Regions from separate parts of the Mus musculus genome. Here all the other regions are linked to region 1. Evidence: chromatin contacts called from public HiChIP or PLAC-seq, capture Hi-C and promoter capture Hi-C data. All regions are on one chromosome and are shown on one strand. Each heading gives the region's core, a stretch centred on a gene start, on an enhancer-like site or on the middle of the called end of the contact. The rest is flanking DNA. Distances are from core to core; before and after follow the strand shown. Region 1 holds the start of Adamts10 (a disintegrin-like and metallopeptidase (reprolysin type) with thrombospondin type 1 motif, 10). Region 2 holds the start of Cyp4f16 (cytochrome P450, family 4, subfamily f, polypeptide 16). Region 3 overlaps Cyp4f37 (cytochrome P450, family 4, subfamily f, polypeptide 37). Region 4 holds the start of Zfp871 (zinc finger protein 871). Region 5 holds the start of Zfp811 (zinc finger protein 811). Region 6 holds the start of Zfp799 (zinc finger protein 799). Region 7 holds the start of Zfp870 (zinc finger protein 870).

What was found. Promoter capture Hi-C pulls out the DNA fragments that hold promoters and counts their contacts. HiChIP or PLAC-seq counts read pairs in DNA pulled down with a chosen protein or histone mark. Capture Hi-C pulls out chosen DNA fragments and counts their contacts.
Region 2: a contact with region 1 is called in a capture Hi-C map of macrophages, with 5 times the contacts expected there. The contact joins the promoter of Cyp4f16 here to the promoter of Adamts10 in region 1. A contact is called at or near these places in 10 of 39 promoter capture datasets (the 3T3-L1 cell line, the HPC-7 cell line, cranial neural crest and 5 more), 1 of 484 Hi-C or Micro-C datasets (myocytes), 5 of 115 datasets of contacts at active chromatin or transcription factors (double positive thymocytes, embryonic forebrain, embryonic stem cells and 2 more) and 1 of 9 other capture datasets (macrophages).
Region 3: a contact with region 1 is called in a promoter capture Hi-C map of liver, with 3 times the contacts expected there. The contact joins the enhancer-like site here to the promoter of Adamts10 in region 1. A contact is called at or near these places in 6 of 39 promoter capture datasets (the 3T3-L1 cell line, 3T3-L1-derived adipocytes, cranial neural crest and 2 more), 1 of 484 Hi-C or Micro-C datasets (uterus) and 1 of 115 datasets of contacts at active chromatin or transcription factors (embryonic forebrain).
Region 4: a promoter capture Hi-C map of hippocampal neurons shows a contact between it and region 1, with 2.5 times the contacts expected there. The contact joins the promoter of Zfp871 here to the promoter of Adamts10 in region 1. A contact is called at or near these places in 8 of 39 promoter capture datasets (the 3T3-L1 cell line, 3T3-L1-derived adipocytes, frontonasal cranial neural crest and 4 more), 3 of 115 datasets of contacts at active chromatin or transcription factors (embryonic hindbrain, embryonic stem cells and large pre-B cells) and 2 of 9 other capture datasets (adipose tissue and liver).
Region 5: a promoter capture Hi-C map of 3T3-L1-derived adipocytes shows a contact between it and region 1, with 5 times the contacts expected there. The contact joins the promoter of Zfp811 here to the promoter of Adamts10 in region 1. A contact is called at or near these places in 5 of 39 promoter capture datasets (the 3T3-L1 cell line, 3T3-L1-derived adipocytes, cranial neural crest and 2 more), 1 of 115 datasets of contacts at active chromatin or transcription factors (embryonic hindbrain) and 1 of 9 other capture datasets (embryonic stem cells).
Region 6: a promoter capture Hi-C map of hippocampal neurons shows a contact between it and region 1, with 5 times the contacts expected there. The contact joins the promoter of Zfp799 here to the promoter of Adamts10 in region 1. A contact is called at or near these places in 9 of 39 promoter capture datasets (the 3T3-L1 cell line, 3T3-L1-derived adipocytes, HPC-7-derived erythroid cells and 5 more) and 1 of 115 datasets of contacts at active chromatin or transcription factors (embryonic stem cells).
Region 7: a contact with region 1 is called in an H3K4me3 HiChIP or PLAC-seq map of embryonic forebrain, with 8 times the contacts expected there. The contact joins the promoter of Zfp870 here to the promoter of Adamts10 in region 1. A contact is called at or near these places in 9 of 39 promoter capture datasets (the 3T3-L1 cell line, the C10 cell line, the HPC-7 cell line and 4 more), 7 of 115 datasets of contacts at active chromatin or transcription factors (bone marrow-derived macrophages, embryonic forebrain, embryonic limb bud and 4 more) and 2 of 9 other capture datasets (embryonic stem cells and pancreatic islet).

What each region holds. Positions count from the first base shown.
Region 1 is chr17:33,522,702-33,525,432 of GRCm38.p6, forward strand. It overlaps Adamts10 (a disintegrin-like and metallopeptidase (reprolysin type) with thrombospondin type 1 motif, 10), which reads left to right and starts at 1,384. Exons shown (of 25, transcript NM_172619.4): 1 at 1,384-1,557.
Region 2 is chr17:32,535,235-32,537,965 of GRCm38.p6, forward strand. It overlaps Cyp4f16 (cytochrome P450, family 4, subfamily f, polypeptide 16), which reads left to right and starts at 1,323. Exons shown (of 13, transcript NM_024442.2): 1 at 1,323-1,421; 2 at 1,764-1,962. The coding sequence starts at 1,765.
Region 3 is chr17:32,636,084-32,638,814 of GRCm38.p6, forward strand. Cyp4f37 (cytochrome P450, family 4, subfamily f, polypeptide 37) reads left to right here. Exons shown (of 13, transcript NM_001100187.1): 13 at 1-101. Among named protein-coding and RNA genes, the nearest start is that of Cyp4f37, 16 kb to the left of the region's middle. Within about 2 kb of position 1,313, at least 7 of the 459 cell types and tissues checked have an H3K27ac peak or open chromatin away from gene starts, as enhancers often do. A contact at or near this core is called in liver, where this site is marked.
Region 4 is chr17:32,786,919-32,789,649 of GRCm38.p6, forward strand. Zfp871 (zinc finger protein 871) reads right to left here and starts at 1,369. Exons shown (of 4, transcript NM_172458.3): 1 at 1,220-1,369. The coding sequence starts at 1,222. Gm17115 (predicted gene 17115) reads left to right here and starts at 1,476. Exons shown (of 2, transcript NR_168031.1): 1 at 1,476-2,155; 2 at 2,469-2,731.
Region 5 is chr17:32,808,513-32,811,243 of GRCm38.p6, forward strand. It overlaps Zfp811 (zinc finger protein 811), which reads right to left and starts at 1,419. Exons shown (of 4, transcript NM_183177.3): 1 at 1,270-1,419. The coding sequence starts at 1,272.
Region 6 is chr17:32,828,880-32,831,610 of GRCm38.p6, forward strand. Zfp799 (zinc finger protein 799) reads right to left here and starts at 1,382. Exons shown (of 4, transcript NM_177359.5): 1 at 1,210-1,382. The coding sequence starts at 1,212.
Region 7 is chr17:32,890,217-32,892,947 of GRCm38.p6, forward strand. Zfp870 (zinc finger protein 870) reads right to left here and starts at 1,387. Exons shown (of 4, transcript NM_207245.2): 1 at 1,225-1,387. The coding sequence starts at 1,227.

The DNA.
Region 1 (2,731 bases), core at 134-2,633:
TCACGGTGAGTGTGGAAGCCATCCCTAGACTGGGGACAGGTGGCTGGAGCCACAGCAGAAGTACAACCTGAGAAAGCAAAGGCAGGTGCCTCAGGCCAAGGGGCCCAAGGGGCAGTTCGGTTAGTGGAGGCCAGGGGTGGGTATGGGTTCTAGGGATTGCAGTATGTAAAAGTTAACAGCCCCTCTGGTCTGGCAGGGTGTCCAGAGAAGTTGGGTCCGGGCAGGAGGGTTCGGGCACCATAGGAATTTTTCGTACAGTGCATGAGCCCTTAACATGCCATTTCCAAGTTCAAGACTAAGTTCAACGTAGAGACAGAGAACTACCTGTATCCCTAGCTGAACTCAGAACAGAGGGAATGTTTGTGGTTGAAACTCTCCTGCTCCCTCCCACAACCACCCCTCTTCCTCCCCTGCTCCCTACAAAGGCTGTCATTACCCCATTTCTAAGGATAAGAAAACCTAGAATCAGAGTCGGTCAAGGCCAAGGCCAAAGCCCACTGTGGGGGCCAATCTTGGAATTCTGAGACCAGGGGTAATGGTGTAGAACACTCCCACAATCAGGCCTGGATTGAAGCTGGTTGGAATCCCAGCTTTGCTCCACTGCACTGGTCATCTCCTGCATGTACAAACTCCTCGTAGATTTAAACACTGTGTCCCAAAGATGATCATGACGCCCCCCTGGCTGGACTTAGTTTTCACATCTGTAAAATGGAACTGACTAGGTCCTCTTCACTGCTAGAGAGTTAAAGCAAGTGAACTCAAAAGCAGAGCCAAAGCAGATCAAAGCCCCCGGACCGGAGCTTTGTGAAGGCTGGGACCCAACTCAGATTTATTCACTCAGCCTCGGGCACCATGCCTGGCACACGGAGAGGCGCCCAATAAATGTTTGCTTGAGCAAGGACCAGCCCTCAATAAATAACAGCTGTTGTTGACTCGGCTAACGGAGGCAAGGCACTGGGCTCTCCCCTTGTCTCAACCCCCTCGCTAGCCCCCAACTCAATTTTGCCCCTTTCTCCAGGACCCCCATCTCCTCCACCTCTTTCTATTCAAACTTTCCTCCCTCACAATTTCCCGCCTAACCCCTCCTTTCCGTCCTCCCCCCCATCCCCCTACTGTGTGCGTCCACTCCTCCCCCACTCTCCACCTCTGTCCCTTCACACCCCCTGCCTTCTTCTATCTCCGCCCCCAGCCTCCCCTCTCCCGTACCCCCCCCCCCAACCTTCTCCAACTCCCATCCCAAATTCCTCCTCAGCATCTCCACCCACACGGGCGCCCTTCGCGAGGCGGGGTAATCCGGGCTCCGGGGTCCTTGGCTTGGGTCCAGCCTGAGGCCCTGGGCGGCGGCGGCGGCGGAAGCAGCAGCAGCGGCGGGCGGGGTTTGGGTTTTTTTTTTTGGTTTTTCTTTTTTTTTAATAACCCTGGCAGGCTGCTCAGGAAGTGAGTGCCTTCCCGCGCCCCCTCCCCCGGCCACGCCACCGGGCGCTTGCTCCCTCCCTTCCTGTGCGCCGGGCGGTGAGTCTGTGCGTCTACAGCGGACCGAAGGCTCCAGGCACGCAGGTACTGGCGATCTGGGGACCCAGTTGGGCGGCGCAGTCACCGGAATGCAGTGATTATAAGTGACTTTGTGTGTCTCGGGGACAAGATGTGCTGGACGGATCCCGTTGTGCGAGTGCTGTGTTGGTGCCGAATGTCCCTAAGTGTTGCAGATACAGACTGCCTGTTTGGGTTGGCTCAGGTTTGGGGCGGGGGTCGAGGTCAGCCACGTATCCAAATGGTTGTGCTTCTGCGGATTGTATGACCTTATGGCTTTCAGCATCTGGGAGCGACTGTGTGGGCAGACTGTTGAGGTGTGTTGAGTGTTTGCCTAAGTGAGGGTAAGAAAAATGCCTCTCGTGCATGTAAATGCCAAGTGTGTCTGTCTCTGAATATTTGCGTTTCTCAGGAGTGTTATTAGTGGAAATGCCTGCATGCATATGTGTCTGAGTTTGTAGAATTTCTTAGTTCCCCCTGCTATGAATGTGTAAACTTGTGCATGTGTGTGTGTTAACTTTCTGTGTTAAATGAGCGTGTATAGGCTGCTAGGCTTGTGGCTTGTCTTGGACTGTGTAACTGTGCACATAGGCCTGTTTGTCTGGGTTTATGGGCTGTCTGGGTGTCCATGTGGAAATATGTGTTTCTGTATACATAGGTGTGGAGGTATGTAGTTGTGTGTGTTTGGGTTTAGTGAACCAGGCCTTCCTGCTATTCAAGTGTGGGTTGCCCTATAGAGTGTGATTGTGTTTGTTTGTGTGTCTGCCTGTGAGAGTGGAGCTGGGGCTGCTACTTCCCCTCAGATGGTCATCTATGCCACAGAACTCTGAAGCAAGGAGCCTCCCTACCAGGGGGAGACACACTTTAATTAACAGCTGGTTGGTGGTAATGGGAGTGGTGACCTGTGCAGCCCCTCCCCTTAGGCCTCCCCTCTGGCTGGTCCTTTTGTCTGTGTGCTCACAGCAGCCAGGCCAGATGTGCAGCGCCTGGAGGAAGCCTGCTGCCTCAGGCTGATGGCTGCCTATGCCTGGCCAAAGAAGCTCTGTCCTCCACTGAGAAGCCTCCACCTCTTTAGCTGGGTTTCCCGCACAGCCTACAAAAGTCTAGGTGTGGAGTGCTGGTCCCTATAGGATCCCCAGGATGTGATGGAGCCACACACATTCCCGGGAGGCTTTTCCCTCTTCCAGCACTTGTGCCCTTC
Region 2 (2,731 bases), core at 73-2,572, 990 kb before region 1:
ATCTCTATACATAAATCAAATAAATAAAAGAAAAAATAAGAATGCTAAGTCAAGCGAAACAGCTATGGCTTCAACTGTGACAAGTGGGGGCCTTATACTGCTCTGTTCCATACAGTCTTTCCTTGTGTCTTCTCCAGTGTGGACTCTTTTAGAAATGTTGTGTGTTTCCTTTAGACGTTCATTACCCTAGAATTCAGTGTCATAAGTAGTTGTGAAATTGTAGACTTTGCCTATGCTTAAAAAGTACCTGTGAAGTTGAAAAATTTACTAGAGGAAAGGGAAACAACACCTTGTGAAAAATCCCCTGGGGAGGAAGTCTTGAGGTTGCTTAATTTTGATCTATTAGGGACCCCTAGCCTCCATAGTCCCTCATTTCTTGTTTGGGGAGCCCTGAGTTGGCGAGTCTGGACTTCTCCACTGACCTCTGCCCTTATCTTGCTCTATCAACCACCAATCAAGTACCCTTAACTCTGTTTCAGGACTTTGAGATTGCTTTTATCTGCCAACCTTTGAGCTGGTCCACCCATTGTTCTTTATGTCCGCGCTTTGGTGTGATGTTGGCTCCTTTTACTTGTCTAATAATGGGGAGCATGGCCATGGGAGGGTTCAGTGATTGCTAAGTCCATGACTTGCCGATCTAGGGTTTCTGAACAGCATACACTCCTGTTAAGGTCAAGTCGCCATTTGATCCTGGGAAGACAAGCCATTGCAGGCTTGTTCATTCTTGCCTGTACCCCTGTGCTCATAGCACTTCAGTCTGACTCCTTTCATCCTCACAAACCCGCTGAACTCTGACCCTTTAGTTGCCAGGTGTATTTTCCCAGCCAGGACATCTATCTCTTCAGTCTGACCATGGCTGGATTCTCTGGTCTAGTTTGGAATTGTTTCTATCCAGGGGCTGGGCTGCTAAGGGAGAGGACTGAATGCTGCAAGACTGTAGTCGGTGAGCAGAGGCATTCCAGAGACAGGTCTGCAGTTCTGCAGTTCTGCAGTGAGGAATTCTGCATGCTGCACTCCCACCAGTGAGATGTGCAGAGATCCCTGGGAGATGCTCAGGGAACATCCTGAACACCATCCTGGCACCTGTACTTCCTCCTTCACGCTTTTATCAGCAGACTGTTGCCCTTGGAAGGGCCCAGAGTCACCTTTGCCCTTGACTCAGAGGTGCTGCATCCTAAATGCAACCTGCCTGTGTGTGTTGCCCTGAGTCTTTCCCCTCCACTCCAGTCTGGCCCCGCCCAACTTGTTTTGGCCTGATGCCCAGGCAGGGAGGAAGTGGCTGAGCCTGGGAGGGATTTGATTGGTTCAGTCCAGCCTAACCCAGCCTCCCACACAGCTTCCTGAAGTTAGGAAGCAGGGGATAAATGCTTTTCACAGGACTGGGGAGAAGGTCTTAGAGGACCAGCAGCTCCTGAGATAAGGTACCGACTTGGGCTCTGAGGCAAGACAGGGTCCTGACTCTGATCAGGATGAGTTTATCAGTGTTGGGGTGGCTCCATGGAGACAATTGGCACAAGTGAGCCTGGGTTCCTGGATAACCGTTTGTGCTTCAGGCAGAGCCATCCCAGACTTCAACAGCTCTTGTCTGTGTGTTCCCTGCCTCCTTCTCTCTCTCTCATTCTGTCTCTTCCTGTATCTCCATCCCCTTCCCTGCTCTACTCCCTGCTCTACTCTCCAGTTTCTGCCCATGCTCAAAATTCTGAAGTTTTCCAGGTTCCTCTTCCAAACCTCAGAATCTCCTCCTGTGTCTGTCTGCTCAGCAGGATGCTGCGGCTAAGTGTGTCTGGGCTGGACCTGGGCTCTGTGGTGACCTCGTCATGGCATCTTCTGCTGCTTGGAGTGGCTTCCTGGATTTTGGCCAGAATCCTTGCCTGGACTTACTCATTCTATGAGAACTGCTCCCGCCTCAGTTGTTTCCCTCAGCCTCCTAAAAAAAACTGGTTTTCAGGTCACTTGGGCATGGTGAGTATGGCGGCAGATAGGCTGGGGGTACCGGGGTGTATGTGTTCCCTAGGCATCAGGAAAGGTCTGGAGCCTGTAGCAGGGAGAAGCAAAGAAAGTTATTTGGGCCCCTATTCTCATCACAACCCCACATTCATTTATCTTTCTTTCCAAGTTGTGCTCATCAGCCTTTCTCTCTTACCTGGCACCAGCCTACTGTGGGCCATACTCTCAGCAGGACTGAGGATTCCTCAAGTTCCTGGATATGTGTCATAGTCAGTGGATCCCATGGCGAATAGCACAGAGTAGTGGCATCCCTGGTATATTCTGTTTCACTGCTGGATTTGAGATCTTCCTTCAGTATGTCCAAGGTCTTGCCTCCTGCCTGGCTCATCTCTCTTGGTTTCAGATCAGTGACTGTATCTCTCTGGGTTGCTATTTGCCCTGTAGGATTCAGCTGCGATTTCTTACCTCCACCTACTGTTTGGGTGCAGAAGAGAGATTGTAGTTTTTTTCCCTTCCACTTCTTGGCCACTGTCCTTCCTCATTTTGCCCTCTGTCCTGAAGATGCATTAGTGGGCTCCATTATGCAATGTAGGTCAAGGATGAACACTTTTTAACATTGGTAGTGATTATCTGAAGTGCTTAGGGTTTGTGCATGCTAAGCAATGACTTTATTCCAAAGGCACATCACAGCATGACCATTTTCTCTCTGGTCTCATCATAATGACTACACTTCCTACTCAGTACCCTTCCCTGGTCACCAGGTCCCCTTGCTCCATGCTGCTCC
Region 3 (2,731 bases), core at 63-2,562, 890 kb before region 1:
GAGGCTGACTACCAAAGTGCAGCTATCACACTATTGAAGTACAGCAATCAAAAGCCCTCTTTGTTTCCTCTAATTAGCATGTCTAATTAAACACTCCATCCTAATACCTGGTTTCTTAATTTACCTTTATAAACTGCCATTTGCCTATGGGCTACATTGGTCTCCTCTCTATCCAGAAGTCCTTTGTCCCATTCTGGGACAAACAACCTTCTCCCATCTCTTGTGTTTCCCACCCCTTCTCCCCTGTCCTTTACCCCTTGTCTTTGTTTCCTATTTCCTGTCCTTTGTCCCTCTGAAGCAAATAAGTCTTGGGGACCCTGTGCAGATATTCTCCCTTTCCCTTTGCTTCTGCCTAGGATCGTGACAACGGATGGCTGCAGGGGGTGGGGAAGTGTAGGTCTTTGCATTCCACAGATCACAACAGATGCCTGTGTAATTCTTAAAAACACAGCTAGGCCTGTTTCTGACTGGCTACAGTCATCTGTTGGTCTCCTGACCATGGAGAATGCTCCCTTTGCAGGACAGTTTGGGAACAGCAGGCTTTGAAAATACTAGTTTTCCCAGGTTTAGTATAATGAACTGCTGCGGGATTCCAGGAGGAACACATACCTCTTTTCTGAAAGTTCTAAGACCTGACACCTGATGCCCTTGATGACAGGACAGAGGTGGCAGCGAGGCTAGGTAGATGGAGGTTGGAGTGGTCTCTAACATTCTGCCCCTGCAAGGATCACTGTCTTTCCCCTCCCGTTCTGCCTGATGTTCTAAGGCAGTTTTCTCCTATTTGACACGTTCAGTCCAGGAGGAAGAGGGAAGGTTTATGAGGCCCAGTAGGCAAATAGCATCTTATGTACCGAGCCAGATTTGTTTTTGCTTGTTTGTTTGTTTCTAGACAGGGTTGCTCTGCTTATCCTGGAACTTGCCTTGTAGACCTCCAACTCACAGAGACCCACTTGCCTCTGCCTTCTGAGTGCTATTAGTAAAGGCTTGGGACACTGCTGCTTGGCTCACCAGACTCTTGAAGCCCCTTCTCGAGTTTTATAGAAGAAACAAACAACTATTCGGGAGGAGACTGAGTGAGCTCAGGGTTAAAGTTTTCCTGCATTGTTGCCCTTTTGTGATGGGTGGACTTTTTTGAGCTACCCCTGTTTCTGTAAGCCCTCACCAATACCCTGGCAAGTAACCCCAATAAAAAATTGCTGATTTACTGAGTTGGACTTTGGTGTGATTGTCACTTTGGTCAGTGGTAAACACTCTGTGACATAATTCCTGGGAGGATATGAAGAAACCAGACAGGGAAACGATGACAAATCAAAATAATGACACCACCAAAGTCCAACTTTGCAAACCAATGTGCTTTATGGGGTTACTTACAGGAGTGTGGGTGCAGTCAGCCTAGCAGGTTGGAGGGTACCCTTTCCCAGTAGTCCATTGCTCTGAGCCTCTTCCCATAGCTCGGCTTATCTCTGCTCCTCCCAGGTAATTTTATAAAGCACGTTTCCCCTTGCCCCTCACGACTTAACTCTGAGATCACACCGCAGCTAGCTCTACTTAGGAAACCCATGCTTGGTCCGGCTAGCCGCCATGGTGCTGGCCATTGCTCTCTCACACCGCAGCCCACTTTTCCAGCTGGCCTTGCCAAGCTGCTCAACGCAGTCCCTCCTGCGTTCGACCACAGCCACCACTCATGCTCCAACGATCAGCCAACCCTGCGGTTGGCTCTGCGGACTGCCAACTACCACCCTGGTCTTACTCAGCTCCCATGCTAGCTCTCCTGGTCTCTGCTTGCTACTTGCCTGGTGCCACAATGGCCACTCCGGTCTCACCCAGCTCCCTTTAGCCCTGTGAAAGGAAAACACTAAAGACTTTTGTAGTTTAAAACTGACCAGGTAACTCAAAGGCTGATAAAAGAATATCCTGTCCCATCGTCCTTGCCCTCCTCAGGCACAACTGCAGAGGCCATGAGCTATCGGTGCCCTGAGAAACCTACCTGTTTGCAACTCCTTGCAGGCCTGCCGCCTGGTCCAGCTCCCAGTCTTCTCCTGTCATCTCTTCCTGTCCTGCCCGGAAATCTTGTCTTCTCTTTCATCCAACTATTAGCTTCTGCCATCTTCATTTAGCCAATCAACAATTAGGGAAATAATTAGGGAAGTTCCTCTTACGCACCTAGTCTGGGAGTCTGTCCCAGCAGGGCCTTCATAAGATCCATCTCTATGGTAATTTCTTAACTAGTGATTGATGGTGGAGGTCCCAGCCCATGGTGGTTGGTGCCATCCTCGGGCTGGTGAAAGCAGGCTGAGCAAGCCATGAGGGGTAAGACAGTAAGTAGAATCTTTCATGGCTTCTGCATCAGCTTCTGCCTGTTTGAGTTCTTGTCCTGACCTCCTTCCATGATGGACAGTGATGTGGAATTGTAAGCCAAATAAACCCTTTCCTCCTGAAGTTGCTTTGGTCATAGTGTTTCAGCCCAGCCATAGTAACCTTAGAAGCCTTATTTGAAATCAGCCCTGTCGCCATACTTCCATCCCGAGCTTCTGGACTCAGAGTTGGTCTCAAACCAAACTTGAAATTCAGTGATTCCACTAAACTAGCTGGCCAGCAAGCCTCAAGAATCTTCTGACCCCGTCTCTGCCTTCTCAGGGTTGCAGGTGTATGCCATTCCACCCAGGGTTTTTTTTTTTTTGTTTTTGTTTTTTTAACATTGATGCTGGGAATTGAACTTAGTTTCTCACAA
Region 4 (2,731 bases), core at 119-2,618, 740 kb before region 1:
ACAAGAGTGAGGAAGCCAGGGCAGACCACTCAGTGATACCGTAGGGAATATCTGCTTTCCAACAACGTCAAGCCTAGAATGACTCCATTTTATTAAATAACAACCTGGACTAGTTACTCAAAGCCCCTCCCCCGAAAAAGGAAGGGCAGTACAACTTGTTTACGCAAGCAAAAAAAAAAAAAAAAAAAAAAGGCCCACTATCTCCTAGAAAACTAGGAGGGACAAACTGACAATATCAACAACTAAAAATATACCAAATTGTATTAGAAACACCACACAAAGTATACAACATATAATCCCCTCACCTGGCACTACGAAGGAGCATCCCCAAGCCCAAAGGATGGCAGGCAACTGTCACACTTACCCACAGGGAAGAACTGAGTCAGTCCTTTGGACTCCATCTCCAGTGCGGTTTCTCCTGCCCAGGACATTCAGCCAACTTCAAATTGACTTACTTCAACGTTCGGTGCGCGTATACTTGACATCTCTGTGTCTACACTGCTAGGACATCATCATTGGTCCCCTTTCAGATTCTTCTTTGCACCCGCCTCAGCTCAATGCCTCCTACTTCAGGACAGACTCTAAACTCAACCACTTTGGCTCTTAGTCATTCTGTGATCTGCACATTTTGTATGTTTTTGTGTGAAATGTTCATGTGTGATCTTCCAGTTAACGTTAGCAATTAGATTGTTATATAAAAACGCGTTGATTGCCAATGGCTGGTTAGCAAAATCGGGACTACTGGATTAATTATTAACGAAATACACATGACTTGTGAATTATTAATTATTCGATAAATTCTGGCATTGGAAACACACAAACTTGTCCCCCCTGTTTATGACAACACGCCCAGGACACAAGGTCACCACACCCTGCGGCTTCCCTGCCCCCCAACACACACACACACACACACACACACACACGAATTCCAGGGTCCCGTGTCTCACCGCGACGCTGCCGCCACCGCCCAGGCTGCGGAGCCGCGTCGCTGCGGGTGCCCGGATGCCTAGGGAGGCCATGGCCGCAGCACTGAGCTCTTAGCAAAGGACAGGACCGCAGCTCTGCCTGATGGCCCAGCTCCACCCAGAGGGACCCGGGCAGCGCGGCCCAGCAGAGCAGATGAGATGCAGACTCAGCTGCCCTGGAAGGCCGCGTCCCCACTGCCGCCTCCGCTTCTAGCGGCGCCCTCCCCGCAGCCGGGACGCCTGGCCGCACGTACCATTTCCAATCACCGGGTGTCCTGCTGTTCTCCGGCAGCTCTTGCAGTAAGTGGATGGAACACAGACACTGGGGAAAACAACCTGCGGGTCTCTCTCCACAGAAGACACAAACGCCTAAAATGGCTGGACGGGAAGTGGCATCCTCCGCTTCTGTGCCCGCCCTCTCTCAACATCTGAAAATCTCATTGGACAGTTTATGCAGCCAAGCAACTTTTCTTACTGGCCAGTGAGTCACGTGCACGCCTCCCAATGCTTAAATGACAGAAAAAGCATCCTCTCGAGTGTACTGTGGCGCCAAACCTCTAATCCGAACGTAAGGCTTGATACTTGGGGTCTAAACTGGAGGTGGGATTCCCAAACTCTACTTCTGGCGTTACGTGTGAAGGGGATGAATACTTTATATTTTACATGGATTTAAACATACGTAGAAGTCTATTCTTTAACAAAGCAAAGATGTCGGCTAAATTCTATTTGCGTGAGTGAGAAATGGCATTGAAAAGAATGATGTGAATTATGCCTATTTGGCTGCGCTTCTAATATTCTCTCTCATTTTGTGATCGATGGTTGTCACCAAGGTCTCTGTGGCTGGGGATTTACCCATTCTGCTTACTCTTTTCAAATTCTCTCTTGAACCCACCTCGCCACTATTGCCCTCACAAAGTCACTTCTAGAGCAAAACATTTTGGGAATGGAAGGACACAGAACCATTCTTAAGATTCGAAGCATTCCAAAGATTCTTCAGTAAGTGGAAGTTTGCGCAGGTCGCAGCGGAGCTCCAGGACTCTGAACACATAAACCTGGAATACTCCACAGATGACTTCCAGGGCAGACATTCCTGCAATCAGGAGAACCAGCCTGACTGCGGAGGTAGAACTAAGTTCACAGAGGAATGGTAGAAATCAGAAAGGAAGCCTTGAAGAGAGAAGATTGGAATTGTAAGCCTGCTCTGGGTGCTGAAAGCGTTATAAGAGGCCGGGGGTGGGGGGGTGGGGGTGGGAAGCAGTAGACAGATAATAGATTCCTGCTGTGAAGAAGGTGAAGAAGGTGCAAGCTTGGAACAATGTCAGGGAACCTGCAGACAGGTATTTTAAGTGATATTTTAGAAGACAGGAGCGAAAATAGGAAAGCTAAAAAGACTTGAGGCGCAGCCAGCAAGATGACTAGATGGCATTTACAGATTTTGTTTAAGAATTTATTATTTTTTTAAAAATATGTTTGTGTGTCTGTGTGCATGTCACGCAAGAACAGATGCCCATGGAGGCCAGAAGAGGGCACTGAATCCGCGGAGATGGACTTATAAACTGCAGAACGTGGGTCCTGGTACAGAATTTGGGTACTTTACAAAAACAATATGCACTCTAAACCACGAAGCCAGCGTTCCAGCCCCCAACTCTTCAGACTCCCACCCAGTTCTCTCTTCTTCACATTTATAAAAAATATTTAATATTTACTGACAAATTAGCAGACTGTGTCCTTCTCTGCTTTCCATTTTTACCTCTTTTCTCTCTAGT
Region 5 (2,731 bases), core at 169-2,668, 710 kb before region 1:
TGCTTCAAGTGCTTGCCTGAGCTTTCCCTCTGAATTCCTTCAATGATGAACTGTGACCTGAAAATAATAAGCCAAAAGAACCCTTTCCTCACGAGCCATGCTGCCTTCAGTCAGTATGTTACTGCAGCGACAGGATGAGACTAGAGCAACCTGCAAGGCTCATTGGAAAAGCAGGTGCCACTGAAATGAGACAAGGAAAAGACGGCGGGGGGTGGGGGGGGGTGGGGGGGGTGGGGGGGGGTGGAGGGGGGCGTGGGGGCGGGCTGCTTGTAGTTAGTTCATGTTGCAGGTTATGCCAAACCTAGAATGGCTCCATTGTGTTCAGCAACAACGTTAATCTGATTTGCTCGAGTTTTAAGCATAAGATCTCATAGAGGAAAAAGAGCTACTATTTGCCAGCACTCCAGAAGGCACAAAGTGACATCAGTAAACAACTCCTGAAAATGTACCAAATTTTATCAAAAACACTAGACGCATGAGCTTATCAACCACAATATATGCAACCCCTCACCTGAATTTCTACAAGGAGCACCCCAAAACCAGAGTGTGGCACACAGGCAGTGATCACAGGGTCAGCTGTCAAGAGAAGGGGAATAACCGTGGGCAAGGACTCCCTCCCGCCTTTGTCCTCGCAGTTTCTCCGGCTTAGTTGATCGATGAGAATTATTCGATCCTCAACAGCCCTCTTTGTCCCCGTATTAGCTCCAATGCCTGGACTCCAGTAAAGCTTTGTGTGCTTTCAAGCCTTTCTAACACTTTCTTAACCATTCTGCAACCTGTGTTTTGGTTCATTATTGTGTGAAATGTTAATATGTGGTTTAATGTTAGTGATTAAGATTGGAATAAAAGAGCAGTGGCTGCCCACGGCCAGAAAGAAGGCAAAATCGGGCTTACTTGGAAAACTGTAGTCAAGGAAAAAGAATTTATTGGCTATTTAATAAATCGTGACAGTGTAAAAAAGATCCATGTCTCTGTATGTTTCAGAATAACATGCACAAGATCCGGGGGTCAACACACCTCTTACCTCCTCTGGTGCAGAACCCCCAACCCGAGTACCTAGTCTCCACCACCCTCTGCCACCACCACCCACTCTGCCTAGACCTGGCACTGCGAGAGACCAGATGTGTCTGCTTCAGTGAGCGCTCAGCAAGAGACAGGGCAGCCTGGACCAGCTCCACCCGGAGGATCCCGCTCTGAGGCTCATCAGAGTCAGAGAGACCCCTCTGCAGACGAGAGCTGTACCCCACTGCCACAATCGCCCGCACGAACCATTTCCAGAGACATGATGTCCTAGTGTCCTCTTGTAGTTCCTGCAGTCAGTGGAGGTGAGGCAGAAATGGAGTAGAGAGAGAGAGAGACCTGGAGATTCCCTGTACAGATGCTAACAATCCAGATCCCCAAATAAGGCGGGGACCAAAAGGGGATGTCTCAGTGATACGTAGCGGCCATCTTCCTAATGCCTGGATATTTCATTGGATATGCATCCCAAAACAACTTGCCTGGTTGGCCATCAATCCACAGACCCGCCTCCTAAAGCTTTAGCGACTGGAGGAGCACACTCACCTACCACATTGAGATTCAAATTAGAAATTTTAGGTTCAAGCCTACCCAGACTGCATAGAGTACTTTCCTAGATCCTCACTGGCCCCACAGTGGGAAAGGGCAGAAGCAGAGCCCTGTCCCAGCTTTCCTGACCCAACACTTGCTCAGCGGGCAATTCTTGCTTCCTCCCCTTTCTGATGGGGTTACAGAAGCACAGAGGGATTCCAGACTCGGTGTCTATGGAAACAGCCCCATCGCACCATAGAAGACAAAAGGCATACCAGGTCTGGAATAGGAGAGAGAGGGGAGAGGGGAGAGGGGAGAGGGGAGAGGGGAGAGGGGAGAGGGGAGAGGGGAGAGGGGAGAGGGGAGAGGGAGAGAGGGAGTAAGGGAGGGAGGGAGACAGACACAGAGAGAGTGTGTGTGAGGGAGGGATGGAGGCTACCTATATTCAGTCAATAGCATAGAAAACATATGAAGGAATGAAATTATTGAAGGCATACAGAAAGTGGAATTTATAGAAAGAGGTCAAACATACCAGCAAAGTCCTCACGCTTTAACAAGGATCCAGTGTTTAATTTGACCCAGTGACTTCTGGTGTGTTCCACAAGCACACTATTATCTGACTCCAAATAGTCAATGTTTGGACAGGAGGTGCTGTACAGTTCAGCTTGTCCATGCAGATATATACAAGGGTCAAATGCAAGAGAGACACTGAGTCAGATTGTTCCTGATGGCTGTTACTAAACTTGAGGTCACAGTCTATAAGAAGCCAGGTTCAGCCACCCAACCTCGTGAAGACAAACATGCAAATTAGTAGGGAAAACCAGAAAAGAAGAAATTTATGCAATGTGGCTATGTTGGGAAGAGGAACAAAAAGACCCAGTGATTCCCCACTAGTCTATCTTGGGGTTACTAAAGTGAGACTGAAGTTTAAGTTAAAGCCCAGGGCATACTAAGCAGTCCAGGATGAGGGGTGATGCCACCCATTACTGGACTGTCACCATCTCTGTGAGGTTGTTCATCCCTTTCCTGGAGGAGATGAGCATCAGCTCTGGCCCAGGGTTTTCTTCTCCCAATACCAGATTCCCAGAGAAATCTCAATTTCTTGGAATTCACTGTTTCAATATTGTTAAAGCTAAAGGCTCTTTTAAGAAAACATTCATTTCTGTCAGGTTAATGTCAAATA
Region 6 (2,731 bases), core at 132-2,631, 690 kb before region 1:
TGAGAGTTATAAGAATCCTTAGGCTAAGAATACAAGTCATGGAATTTAGAGGAAACTTCCCTTGAGTGAAACCCATAGGCATGTTCTCATAGGACTAGCGGATGTCACTGAAATGTGAGAGAAGACAGGGTGGGGTGGGGCTGTTCTGGGATACTCTGTGCTTTGGGAACTATCAGCTTTCTGGCCTACATGACTGTTTTGTTAAGCAAAAACTCTGCACTGGTTTATTCTGAATATCAATATCAACAAAGAACAAATAAAGGCACAATTTAATAATCTGTCTCAATAATGACGCCTGACAATATACCAAATCATATATACATGCACATAAAACTCACCAGCCTAACCAGATATAACCCCCTGCCTGAGACTATAGAAACTGCAACAAGCTGGTTGACGGGTCATAGGGTCAATTGTCAAAAGCCAGAAAACTTATCACAGGAAAAGCCCCGTCTCTACCCTAGGACTCCAGCTCTAGGACCTCAGCTCACTTCAAACAGGCCTTCTAACAACAGCCTGTGCTCGGAACGTGCATTGGACATTCTACACCCTCACTGATAAGTCTTACCAGTTCTCTGCCTCCAACTTGAGAACCTCCTATATTTTCAGCCTTTCTAACCATTTAGTAACTTGCACTTTGTATACCATTGTGTTAAATGGTCATGTGTTACCTGCCTATTGATAGTAATACTTAAGATAGGGATAAATGCATCGTGGTTGCCAATGGCCAGCTCTCAAGGATAACCAGGTGTACTCATCAAATCCTAGCCGATAAAGGCTGAGAAATGACTGACTGTTAAGTAAATTGGGACACTGAGCAGACATAAATGCAGCCTACTTTTTTTTTTTTTTTTTTTTTTTTTTTTTTTTTTTTGACAACGTGCATAGAACCCGGGCTCACCTCGCGGTTTTCCTACAAATCCCCTTACAAGAGCCCAAACCCACGGTTCCCCACGACTCTCCGCCTACACCTCCCAGACTGCGGAGACGCAGGCTGCAAGCGCCCAGCTGACCTGAGACCCCGCAGCACTGAGCTCTCAGCAAAGGACAGGACCGCAGCTCTGCCTGCTGGTCCAGCTCCATCCAGAGGGACCCGGGCAGCGCGGCCCAGCAGAGCAGATGAGATGCAGACTCAGCTGCCCTGGAAGGCCGCGTCCCCACTGCCGCCTCCGCTTACAGTAGCCTCCTCCCTACAGCCTGCGCACGCACCATTTCCAGTCACCGGGTGTCCAGGTGACCTCCTGCGATTCCCGCTGTCAGTAGGGGGGACAGAGATACCGAGGAGAGAGACCTGGGGGCCGCAGTCAAAGACACAGGACGACAATATGGCGGGGACACACAATGGCACCCCAAATGTTGTGCTTTCTACGTCACCGAAGACCGAAACTCCTCATTGGGCAGTTCACACAGCTACCAAACGTTCTCCTTGATTGGCCAACAATCCGTGAGCCTGCCTCCTGAATCCTGAGTGACAATAGAAACATCTCCTTCCTCCCTGGAAGACTTCACAGTTGACCCTGGTTCCTACTCTGGAGAGCACCTGGCCCCACCAAGGTTTTTTCTCAGATGCACTACTTTTATCGTTCCTTTTTGGTACATTTATTTATAGCTCATGTTTCAATATCACCACACAAGATATTTTGATGATCCCAGAAGGGCAAAAGTCAAAGGGTTGGGGCTAGGGAGATGGCTCCTTTGAAGTTCTTCTGGAGAACTCGGGTTGGCTTTCCAGAACCTCATCGTGGTTCACAATTGTCTGTAACTCTTAATTCCAGGGGATCTGATGCCTGATGCCCTATTTTTGCCTCCAAGGGCACCATGCATGCAATGGGTGCACAAACCATACCTGCAGGAAAAATATACCTGCACACACACACAAAATAATAAAATGAAAAAAATAAAAATAATCAGCCTCCTTCCTCAAAAGCACAGGTCTTCCAAACCCCCTCATGTATCATCTCATCAAACAAGCAAGCGACAACAAATTTCTGCTTTGTGTTGGCCAGCTGCTCCCACATACGGGGCCTCATTTGGAGTGTGGTTGATGTTCCCTGTGTCACTCCATTAAGGAAAAACAATTTTCGCTCTCCTAGCATCTTGATTAGGAGTGGGACTTTGCTACCACTTCCCCTTCCCTGGGCTGGGATTTTTGTCTAACTTTATTGAACTTATGTAGGTCTTGTACATGTAGCCACTGTCTCTCTGAGTTCTTATGTGCACCAACCCTGCTTATCTGGAAAACACTGTTTTCTTGAAGTCACCCATCTCCTCTGGTCTTACAAACATTACACTGCCTCTTCTACAGAGATCTCTACCTTCATTAGATTTTTTTTTCCTTTTTTGATTCTTCAGCTAAGACAGTAAGAAATATGATGTCATACAGACCCTAAGAAAACACAAATGCCAGCCCAGGCTACTATATCCAGCAAAACTCTCAATTACCATAGATGGAGAGAGCAAGATAGTCCATGACAAAAACAAATTTACACAATATCTTTCCAAAAATCCAGACCTAAAAAGGATAATAGAAGGAAAACTCCAACACAAGAAAGGAAAGTACACCCTAGAAAAAGCAAGACAGTAATCTTCTTTCAACAAACCCAAAAGAAGACAGCCACACAAACATAATTCCACCTCAAACAACAAAAATATCAGGAATCAACAATCACTATTTCTTAATATCTCTTAACACCAATGGACTCAATTCCTCAATAAAAAGACATAGACTAAC
Region 7 (2,731 bases), core at 137-2,636, 630 kb before region 1:
AGCAACACTCATACCAGATCATACCAGAAACACCAGACACAGGGGCTTTTGGTCCACAACAGATGGAACCCTCTTACCTGAGACTAAAACCAGAGAGTGGCAGGGTCAGCTGTCAAAAGCCAGCAAAATTGTCAACTCCTGGATCACCATGTCCCTCACCACAGCAGTTTCTTCGTGGCAAAATATTCAGCCCACCTGAAAGTCACCATCCAATAGCCTGTCCTCCCAAGAGGCATTTGGCATCTACGTACCTGCACTGCCAAGCCTTAGCTGGTCCCCTGGAGACTCCCCCCTCACCTACCTCAGCTCTCTACCTGTGTCTTCAGGACAGACGGATTCTGCAGGCTCTTTAACTATTTCCTAGCCATTTGTAACCTGTGTTGTCTCTGGTTGTGTGAAATGTCCCCGTGTGATCTGCTGGTTGATGTTAGGGATTCAAACTGGAATCACTAGGTGTGGAAGTGCACATCTTTCATCCCAGCACTGGAGAGCAGAACTAGGCAGATCTGTGAGTCCAGGACCAGTACCAGCCTCAAGGGTTGTATGTTAGATATCTTGCATATCAGATGTTTACATTACGGTTCATAACGGTAGCAGAATTGCAGTTATAAAGGAGCAACAAAGGTAATTTTATGGATGGGATCACAAAATGAACATTAGGAAGGTTGAGAGTCACTGCACTATGGGCATTTATTCCAGAAAGGATGGGGCCACTCGCTGCTCCAATATGTCTAACCCCCCTCCCCCGCACACACACACCCCGGCACCCCCCACCCCATCTCTCTCTCTCAACACTGAGAATCACAAAGTCCTCTGGGTAGCTGCGCCCTGAGACACTGCATAGGGTGTGTCGAGATTTTCAGGGGAGGACGAAGCAGTTATAGGACTCGTGTCCTAACCTTCATCATCCACGCAGCTCCACCTTCATCCCCCGTAGAAGAGTCCCAATCCAACTCCCAGAGTTGGCTCCTCAGGATCCTCCCGAGACCTTGGTGGAGAAGCCCAGCTGACCCCAGACGCTGCAGCGCTGAGCGCTCAGAGAGGAAGAGACCACCGCTCTGTCTGATGGACCAGCTCCACCCAGCGGAATCGGAGCGGCAAGACCCAGCGGAGCCAGATGAGACTCCGCTGCAGACTCAGCTGTCTTGCAAGACCTGCTCCCATTGCGGTCTCCGTCTGCTGCCGCAGCATCCTGCCCACATCTAAGTCACAGGCCGAACGTACCATTTCCAGCCCCGGAGTGTCCTGGTGTGCTCCTGCGGCTCCTGCTGTCAGTGAAGGCGACTCTGATATCTAGGCCTGGCATCTAGGACATACTTCCAAATAACACAAACATGCCTAATTTGGGGGGCTGGGGAGGGGGTTTAAGGAAACAGACCTCGGTCAGACAAAGCCCCTCATGCAAGAAGCGTACTTCTCATTGGACACTTCAGACACTAAAGTAATAACCTTTACCCTGATAGGCCAGCGAGCCTAACCTTTCTCCGGATAGGCCAGCGAGCCCTTGGCTCAGGTCCTGGAGCGCTAGTGACAGGGCATACAAGTTTTATTAGGCAAATTAGCAAGCAGATTTCACTCTAGACCCCTGCGTTCTAGCCCTGTCTGGGTGACTGTGTGCATGCAAGCGAAGTTTGTTCTCTTGCTTGTAACAATTCACAGTGAGCCGTTCCTAATTCTTCCTCCTAAGAATGGGGTCAGAGCAAGAGAATTCCAGACTCTGGTCACGGAGACAACTCTTAAGAGCTGCTTTGAGTAGGATTAGGAGGAAGGGCCTTATTAAAGGAAACCTCTCAGCCCGCTCTCATCTTCCCACATCCCACCGCTATACCGCCAGTCTGTACAAGACTTTGCGAACTATTCCACCAATAAAATTCACAAAAATAACCAGGTGGTGGTGGCGCATGCCTTTAATCCCAGCACTTGGGAGGCAGAGGCAGAGGCAGGCAGATTTCTGAGTTCGACGCCAGCCTGGTCTACAGAGTGAGTTCCAGGACAGCCAGGGCTATACAGAGAAACCCTGTCTCGAACAAACAAACAAATTGACAAAAATAGGCAACCTGACTTGTCTCTCACCCTGCAGTTTCAAAAAAAAAAAAACAAAACAAAACAAAAACAAAAACAAAAAGCAAAAAACCAAACAAAACAAAAACAAAAAATGTTTACCCAGAAAACCAGTTTCTGGGCCTGTTGAAATCAGTGCCCTCCTGCCCTGCTCTCTACTGCAAAAACGGATTTTCAGAGCCTTTGTGATGTGTTCAGGTTTGGAGGCCTTATTTTCTCAGACCAATAAACATCTGCTCTTGCTGTGTGTTAGGGTTTGTATTAATTAGGGTTTTATTGCTGTGAAGAGACACCATGTCCAAGGCAACTCTTATAAAGGCAAACATTTAATTGGGACTGGCTTACAGTTTCAGAGGTTCGGTCCATTATCATCATGGTGGAAAGCATGGCAGCCTCCAGACAGATATGGTACTGTAAGTGTTGGGAGTCCTACATCTTAATCAGAAGGCATCCAGGAGGAGACTGTCTTCTCCAGGCAGCCAGGAAGGGACTCTCTTCTGCACAGGGCAGAGCTTGAACACTAGGAGCCTCAAAGTCCACTGCAACAATGACATACTTCCTCTAACAAGGCCACAAGTCTTAAAAGTGCCACTCCCTGGGCCTTGCCAAGCAATTCAAACCACCACATGGTTCTTTAGCATAACAGAACACACACACACACACACACACA